Linked DNA regions of Oncorhynchus mykiss: region 1 is linked to region 2. A link is a contact called in public Hi-C data. All regions are on one chromosome and are shown on one strand. The core of a region is the stretch at or near the end of the contact, and the rest is flanking DNA. Distances in the headings are between cores, read along the strand shown. Region 1 holds the start of parp12a (protein mono-ADP-ribosyltransferase PARP12). Region 2 holds the start of rxylt1 (ribitol-5-phosphate xylosyltransferase 1).

Evidence for each region. A called contact is a pair of places that touch in the nucleus more often than the background predicts.
Region 1: a Hi-C map of liver shows a contact between it and region 2, with 9 times the contacts expected there. The contact joins the promoter of parp12a here to the promoter of rxylt1 in region 2. A contact is called at or near these places in 2 of 3 Hi-C or Micro-C datasets (blood and liver).

Annotation. Positions count from the first base shown.
Region 1 is chr1:42,293,149-42,296,977 of USDA_OmykA_1.1, forward strand. parp12a (protein mono-ADP-ribosyltransferase PARP12) reads left to right here and starts at 1,871. Exons shown (of 12, transcript XM_021601474.2): 1 at 1,871-2,300; 2 at 3,187-3,322. The coding sequence starts at 1,984.
Region 2 is chr1:42,124,424-42,128,170 of USDA_OmykA_1.1, forward strand. It overlaps rxylt1 (ribitol-5-phosphate xylosyltransferase 1), which reads left to right and starts at 1,467. Exons shown (of 6, transcript XM_021601454.2): 1 at 1,467-2,076; 2 at 2,285-2,464; 3 at 2,623-2,725; 4 at 2,843-3,157. The coding sequence starts at 1,929.

The DNA.
Region 1 (3,829 bases), core at 621-3,120, 170 kb after region 2:
TTCTCTCTCCTAGAGATGAACATACTTTGGTGTGAAAAGTGCCAATCAATCCCAGAACAACCGCAAAGGACCCTGGGAAGATGCTGGAGGAAACCGGTACAAAACTATCTATTTTCACAGTAAAACGAGTCATATACTGACATAACCTAAAAGGCCGCTCAACAAGGAAGAAGTCACTGCTCCAAAACTGCCACAATAACGCCAGACTGCGGTTTGCAACTGCACATGGGGGAAAAAAATCTTACTTTTTGGAGAAATGTCCTCTGGTCTGATGAAACAAAAATAGATCTGTTTGGCCATAATGACCATTGTTATGTTTGGAGGAAAAAGGGGGAGGCTTGCAACCCGAAGAACTCCATCCCAACTGTGAAGCACAGGGGTGGCAGATTCATGTTGTGGGGGTGCATTGCTGAAGGAGGGACAGGTGCACTTCATAAAATAGATGGCATCATGAGGATGGAAAACTATGTGGATATATTGAAGCAACATCTCAAGACATCCGTCAGGAAGTTAAAGCTTGGTCGCAAATGTGTCTTCCAAATGAACAATGACCCCAAGCATACTTCCAAAGTTGTGGCAAAATGGCTTAAGGACAACAAAGTCAAGGTATTGGAGTGGCCATCACAAAGCCCTGACCTCTATCCTATACAACATTTGTGGGCAGAACTGAAAAAGTGTGTGTGTGAGCAAGAAGGCCTACAAACATGACTCAGTTACACCAGCTATGTCAAGAGGAATGGGCCAAAATTCACCCAACTTATTGTGGGAAGCTTGTGGAAGGCTACTTGAAACGTTTGACCCAAGTTAAACAATTTAAAGGCAATGCTACCAAATACTAATTGAATGTATGTAAGCATCTGACGCACTGGGAATGTGATGAAAGAAATACAATCTGAAATAAATCATTCTCTCTACTATTATTCTGACATTTCACATTCTTAAAATAAAGTGGTGATCCTAACTGACCTAAGACAGGGAATTTTTACTAGGATGACATTTCAGGAATTGTGAAACTGAGTTTAAATATATTTGGCTAAGGTATATGTAAACTTCAGACTTCAACTGTATAAGACCTAAGCTGCTGATATGTTTGAAAGTCCATAAGAATAAACCACACCATTCAATGCACGCAAATTAAGGTGTTACATATAGTAAATGCAATTCAGTTCCTTATTCTCTAGCGGCTAGTCCATATTTAAATCTGACGTAGATTTAGTGCTGCTGCTTTATAGTTCATTCCGAAAGTATTCATGCCCCTTGACTTACTCCACATTTTGCTGTGCTACAGACTGAATTCAATATTTTATTATCCACCACCTACACACGATACCCCATATTGACAAAGTGAAAACAAGTTTTTACAAATGTTTAGTAATTTATTAGAAATTTCTCATTTACATAAGTATTCACACCCCTGAGTCAATACTTTGTAGAAGCAACTTGACAGGTAACAAAAGTTGCCTGCGGAGGTCTATTGTTCATTGCTATACTGTACTGCCATCGTGTGACCATTAGGTATTATTACATGAATTTATGTATTTCATGTTTTACATAACACAGTGGAATAAAAAGCAGAGGTTATGCAAAATCCTATGTTGGTCATATAAACAGAGGACCTGGTGGTGTGAATTTTCAACAACTACCAAATTGTCCATGTTGAAAGCAGAGGTTTAAAGTGTCGTCACTAGGAGCTGGTCACTAGCTTCCACAGTCATAAACCCCGCCTATATCTACTTTAAATGTTAAACCTAACCTTAACCTCACTGCTAACCTTGTGCCTAACCAAAAATACATAATTATATTTTTTTTCATTAATTTTTACAATATTATAGAACGTTTTGACGTTATGGCTGTGAAATCCTGTGGAACCAGTTTTAAAGGGCTTTGACTTTGAGTTTCGTTTCTCCGGAAGCGTGACTGACGTCCAATTGCAAGTTGGGTGAGGTGAGGATCAAAAAATATAATTTCCCCGACCGAAACACGATGTCGTCTGTCGTGTCTCGATATGTAACACAAATTCTGTGTGGAAATCAAGGATGCTTGGACTTCAAGCAGCTTGACCGGATCGTTGGTCAAAAGTTCACTGTTGCAGATGACGTCCTACTTGGAATACTTTGTGACAGAGGAAAATATGCCATCAGTAAAGGCGAAGGAAAGGCCTCGCGTCTCGCTATAAGCCAGAACAGTGTTATTGTTGCAAAGACTTCACTGCGAGTCTGTCAAAGCCCTCCTGGCGATTGTCTTCATTGCGAGAACTTACACTTGTGCAGATACTTTGTATGCGGTAACTGCAGGTTCGGGTAGGTGTCATGTTCTGTGAGACTATAAACATATATTTTTTTTTATCTCATAGTGGAACTGCAGATGTTTCATATCATAGGTAAATACTGAGGTCAAATTAGTTTTATATTGGATATTCGGTTCTCTCATCAATAGCTATTGAACCAGGCATACTATGGCTATACAAATTGTATATTCTGTACCAGGTGAATGGTGAACAATCCACTACTTTTATTTTTAATAACAAAATGGAATTAAAATCTTGAATAGTTCTTAAAACAAAGCGTGCCGTGACTATGAAAATCATGTATTCTGAATCAAGGGAGATGGAGGATGGAGTTTTCTCCATCTTCCCATGATCCAGGATATATAATTTTCATAGTCACGGCACGCTTTATTTAAGAGCTATTGAAGATTGAAATCCAGAAAAATAAAATATACATTTCAACAACAAAAAAGGTGTGGATTTTCTCCATCTTCCCTTGATTCAGAATATATCACTTTCATAGTCACGGCACGATTTGTTTACATGCTATTGACAGAGAGAACTGAATATCCAATATAAAAACATTTTTACCTAAGTGGTAAACCGAATTTAGTAATGTATGTTGATAATTCGGGTGTAGAATCTGTTATTGTTACACTTTGACCACAAACACACCTGTTGTAACTGGCCCTGTGACTCATTTATTTGGTATCTCAAGCAATGAGTATCAGATATAAGCTTTGATTGGACTAGTTAGTGAATAGATATAACAACAACATATTTTTGCTGAGGAGCCAACAGCATTTGTTGACCTGACTAATGCTTGAAAGTTAGTAATGTGACTCTTCTGTTGTCTTGGTTTAATTTGCTCATATTTTGTCAATGTACTTACATTGTTCGCATTTCTCTTTAAACTCAAGGAACAAGTGCAAAAATGCCCACAGTCTAGATTCCCCACACAACACAGCTCTTATAAGGAGTGTGGATCACCATGAGCTGGGGGAGGCAGAGCTGTTTCCACTACTGCTGCAGAATGACCCCTACCTGATGCCTGAGGTGGGTGGCTCCCAAAATGACCTCTACCAATTAGTGGATCTAAAAAGATTGGATAGGTTACTGGGAAGGTTAGCAATAAGGTAATACTGTAAGGTCACCTCCTTACTCTGTAATAGCTGGAATTTCTGCCATACTGTTTATTAAAGGTCAACTGGCCTTTAGAATCAACTTCTCTGGTTTTAAATGGCCTATATGGCATCGATATGAGTCAAACATTAATTATAGTGTCAAAATTGTGAGTTCATCGCGACTTACTTGAGCATGGGTGTCAAACTCTGGCCCGTGGGCCAAATTTGGCCCGCGGGGTAATTATATTTGGCCCGCGAGACAATACCAAATTACTACTAGAGCTGGCCCGCCGGTATTATACAGCGCATTCACCACTAATACTACGAATCCCATAATGCTCTGCTGTTTTCGCGCGCCAATCAGGACAGGACCCAGAAACGCTCTCTCCTCTGTGACAGTAGTCATAGCAACATAGACGCTACAACTGTCAGCGAGCTA
Region 2 (3,747 bases), core at 217-2,716:
CCTGACCCTCTGTGTAGGAGACCTGCTGTATAGCCCTGACACTCCGTGTAGGAGACCTGCTGTATAGCCCTGACCCTCCGTGTAGGAGACCTGCTGTATAGCCCTGACCCTCCGTGTAGGAGACCTGCTGTATAGCCCTGACACTCCGTGTAGGAGACCTGCTGTATAGCCCTGACCCTTGCCACTTCATACTCTTTTATCCCAACCCGGGCACTCCGGGGAATTGAGAACATGGTTGCCATCACAATTACAACATTGTACACCCTCAGATTCTTCAAGAACATTCCTTCGGCACACACTTGATACATGTCCATACCTTTAGCAATTTCGGCAAAACGGCTTGAACACAAAAGCTTTCGTCGCATATCTTAACATATCCCCACTTTGACATGTGAAGGGAGATACTCTTCGTCAAACAGAAATAATACTGACAGGCTTTCTTCTTTTCCCCCATCCACTACACGGTTCATTCGGTGTGCTCCAACTACTCTTGGTATGCTCCTCGTAACCACGAGGCCTCCACATCCAACGTAACGTCAGAGATGACACCTTTTAACGGTGCTTTGCTACAAAAATCTAAACTCTTCACTTCAAAAGTCCATCTGCGGGTTTTCACTGCTCCCTTGTACTTGATTGATTAATCAAGGTCACTAATTAGTAAGGAACTCCCCACACCTAGGGTTTAATTGAAAGGGAAAACAGTAAACCTGCACGCACTAGGCCCTCCGTGGTATGTGTTTGACACCCCTGGTCTACATGATGAGATTATTATGCATATTTTTATTTGTCAAAAGGCAGTCAAGCATCAATCATCATGTCACCAATATAAAACCCTCAATATTTATTGGAAAGGAGCATCAAGACCCCCTGTGCACTTTCACCTCCCTGTGAAATTCATTATCATGTATTTAATCTGTAGCCTAATAAACTGCATGGTTTCCCAAGTCATAGCGGGAGGAACACACACCATACCATCGCGTGACTCCAAATTTACTTTGATATGATGGTTATTATATCAATATTTGCGCATAAAGGCGTTCCACCACCATTTCTCGCATTATTAATTTGACCAACACAAGAAGACCCCACCATGTCGAATGAACAAATTATCTGTCTGTATTTATAAAATTGTACCGAAAATACCTGTTTCCATCACAGCTGTTTTGATTTTTTGCTGGGGATGGTGTGACTTTACTCACATAAAAAAATTGGGATGGAAACCACAGGAGGTTGGTGGCACCTTAATTGGGGAGGGTGGGCTCGGATTAATGGCTGGAGCTGAATATGTGGAATGTTATCAAATACATCAAACACATGGTTTCCATGTGTTTGATGACATTCCAACTGCACCTTTTCATTTTCGTCAAACACTATTTTATATTGGATTGCCTTTGATTTGATGGAATGCACATGCGCAGTTTGGCGTGTGTCGACCGTTAGACCCGATTACGTGTTTCTGTGCATGAGTTTCGCAAGCCAACGTCGCCATGACATCGCCTACGAGCGTGATAGTGGATTTATAAAGGAGAGCAGTTTCTGTCTTTGCCTTAACTGTCAGCTCGATCCGCCTTAGGTACGCCCTGGGTAACATCCGGGATTATGTTTCAGCGCGCAGTCTCAATTCTTATAACATCTTTGTAAGCAATTTGTTTTGTATTTAATGTCAATTATGCCACACGAGTCGTTTTATTTATCAAAATAAAAATCGGTTCTGTTTGACGATAAGAAGAACATGCTTCACGTAGATTAATTCCAAAAGGGGAATCATTTTTCTCCGGCAAATCTTATGCCAGCCTTTGAGCTGGGTCCTTGAACTGTAAACAGTCGCTTTTGATTGCTTTCTCAGTGTTTCCGAGACAACAAGCTGTACAGAGATTGGTCACTTTAACTGATACTCGAGTGCAGAATGGTAACGTGAGAAGGAAAACATGAAAAAACATCACAGAAAAATATTCATCCTGATAGTTTTCGTGTATGTGGTGTTTTCCTTGTATGCTGCATACAATGTATTTTTTAATACGAAGGTGATCACCCGTGTCCACAGAGTGGTGAAGAAAATTACAGTCGCAACCTCAGGTAAATTACCTAGCTAGCTACATATCTGACAAAATAAACTCACTGTCCATAGTTTGCGGGTCATGTCCAATGTTGTAGATGAGAATATACAGTCAACACGTGAATACCCTCACATGGTTATGGACTGGTCATGTAAATTGGCTATTTGAAAACCACTAACTAGCTAGCTCCAATAAGTGTTATTGTACTGTTGTTTTGGTGATTACAGGTGGTGGTGTTGTGGCTCCTTACATTGGGGATGATGTGTGGAACCCTTGGGAGGATGAGCAGGCTAATGCACTTTCTGCTCTGCACAAACAGAGGGAGGCTTTCAGACAATACCAGGAGCGCATTGACAAGAACAGGCCCAAGAGATACAAAGTTCAAATCTGGGGGAAAGCGGCCATAGGTAATGCCTTTTTACGGATCTTCTGTGATAAGTTGTACAATATTGCTTGGTATCTTTTTGTTGTTTGATGCTTCCTCTTACAATGTTAGGTTACATTATGGAGTAAAAAACATTCTTATGGATATTGTCCCTCTGAAGTAACTTCTCTCTTCTATCAGGACTTTACCTTTGGGAACATATTTTAGAAGGTCCCCTCAACCCCACCGACATACAAGCACAGTGGAGAGAGGGGGAGATACAAGTGGGAAAGATAGATTTCAGGTAAGGCATCACAAATGAGACTCCAATCACAATATAAGATGCATATGATCTAGCTGATGTCAGCTATTCTGACAGCCCTCCACCCCACCATCTCTCTCTCTGTCTGTCTATCTATAGTTTCTACACAGGTCCAGCGGTGATCCAAGGCCATGTTCCTCTGGACACAGACAGTGTGGTTCTGGTGCTGAATGGCCGGGAGCAGCAGAAGATCTCCTACGCCACCCGGTGGCTGCAGCATGTCCAGACCTTGATGCAGTTCCACGCTGTGAATCGTGTGGCTGTGGTTCTGCTGGGCAGCGAGCGCTGCACCAATGACTGGATCAGCCCCTACCTGAGGAGACACGGGGGCTTTGTGGACCTGCTCTTCCTGGTCTATGACAGCCCCTGGGTTAACGACAAGGATGTCTTCCAGTGGCCCCTCGGAGTAGCCACGTAGGTTATCTGAACCCTTATTCATAAAGTGTCAGAGAAGGAGTGCTGATCTAGGAGCAGTTTTATCTTTGAGTTCATAATTATATGGAAAGAGAACCTGATCTTAGATCAGCACTCCTACTCTGAAATGGTTTGTTAATATAGGCCCTGATTTAGTTTGAAGGTTTCTCTGAGTTTGTTTCTCATGTTTCAGAATTCTGCATTTCTTGTTTGTCTTTCTTCCCTCACCATGTACTTTTCCCTTTTAAAATATTATTTTACCCTCTTTTTGTCCCCACTTTCGTGGTATCCAATTGTTAGTAATTACTATCTTGTCTCATCGCTACAACTCCCAGTCGGGCTCGGGAGAGACGAAGGTCGAAAGCCATGCGTCCTCCGAAACACAACCCAACCAAGCCGCACTGCTTCTTAACACAGCGCGCATCCAACCCGGAAGCCAGCCGCACCAATGTGTCGGAGGAAACACTGTGCACCTGGCGACCTTGGTTAGCGTGCGCTGCGCCCGGCCCGCCACAGGAGTTGCTGGTGCGTAATGAGACAAGGATATCCCTACCTGCCAAGCCCACCCTAACCCGGACGACGCTAGGCCA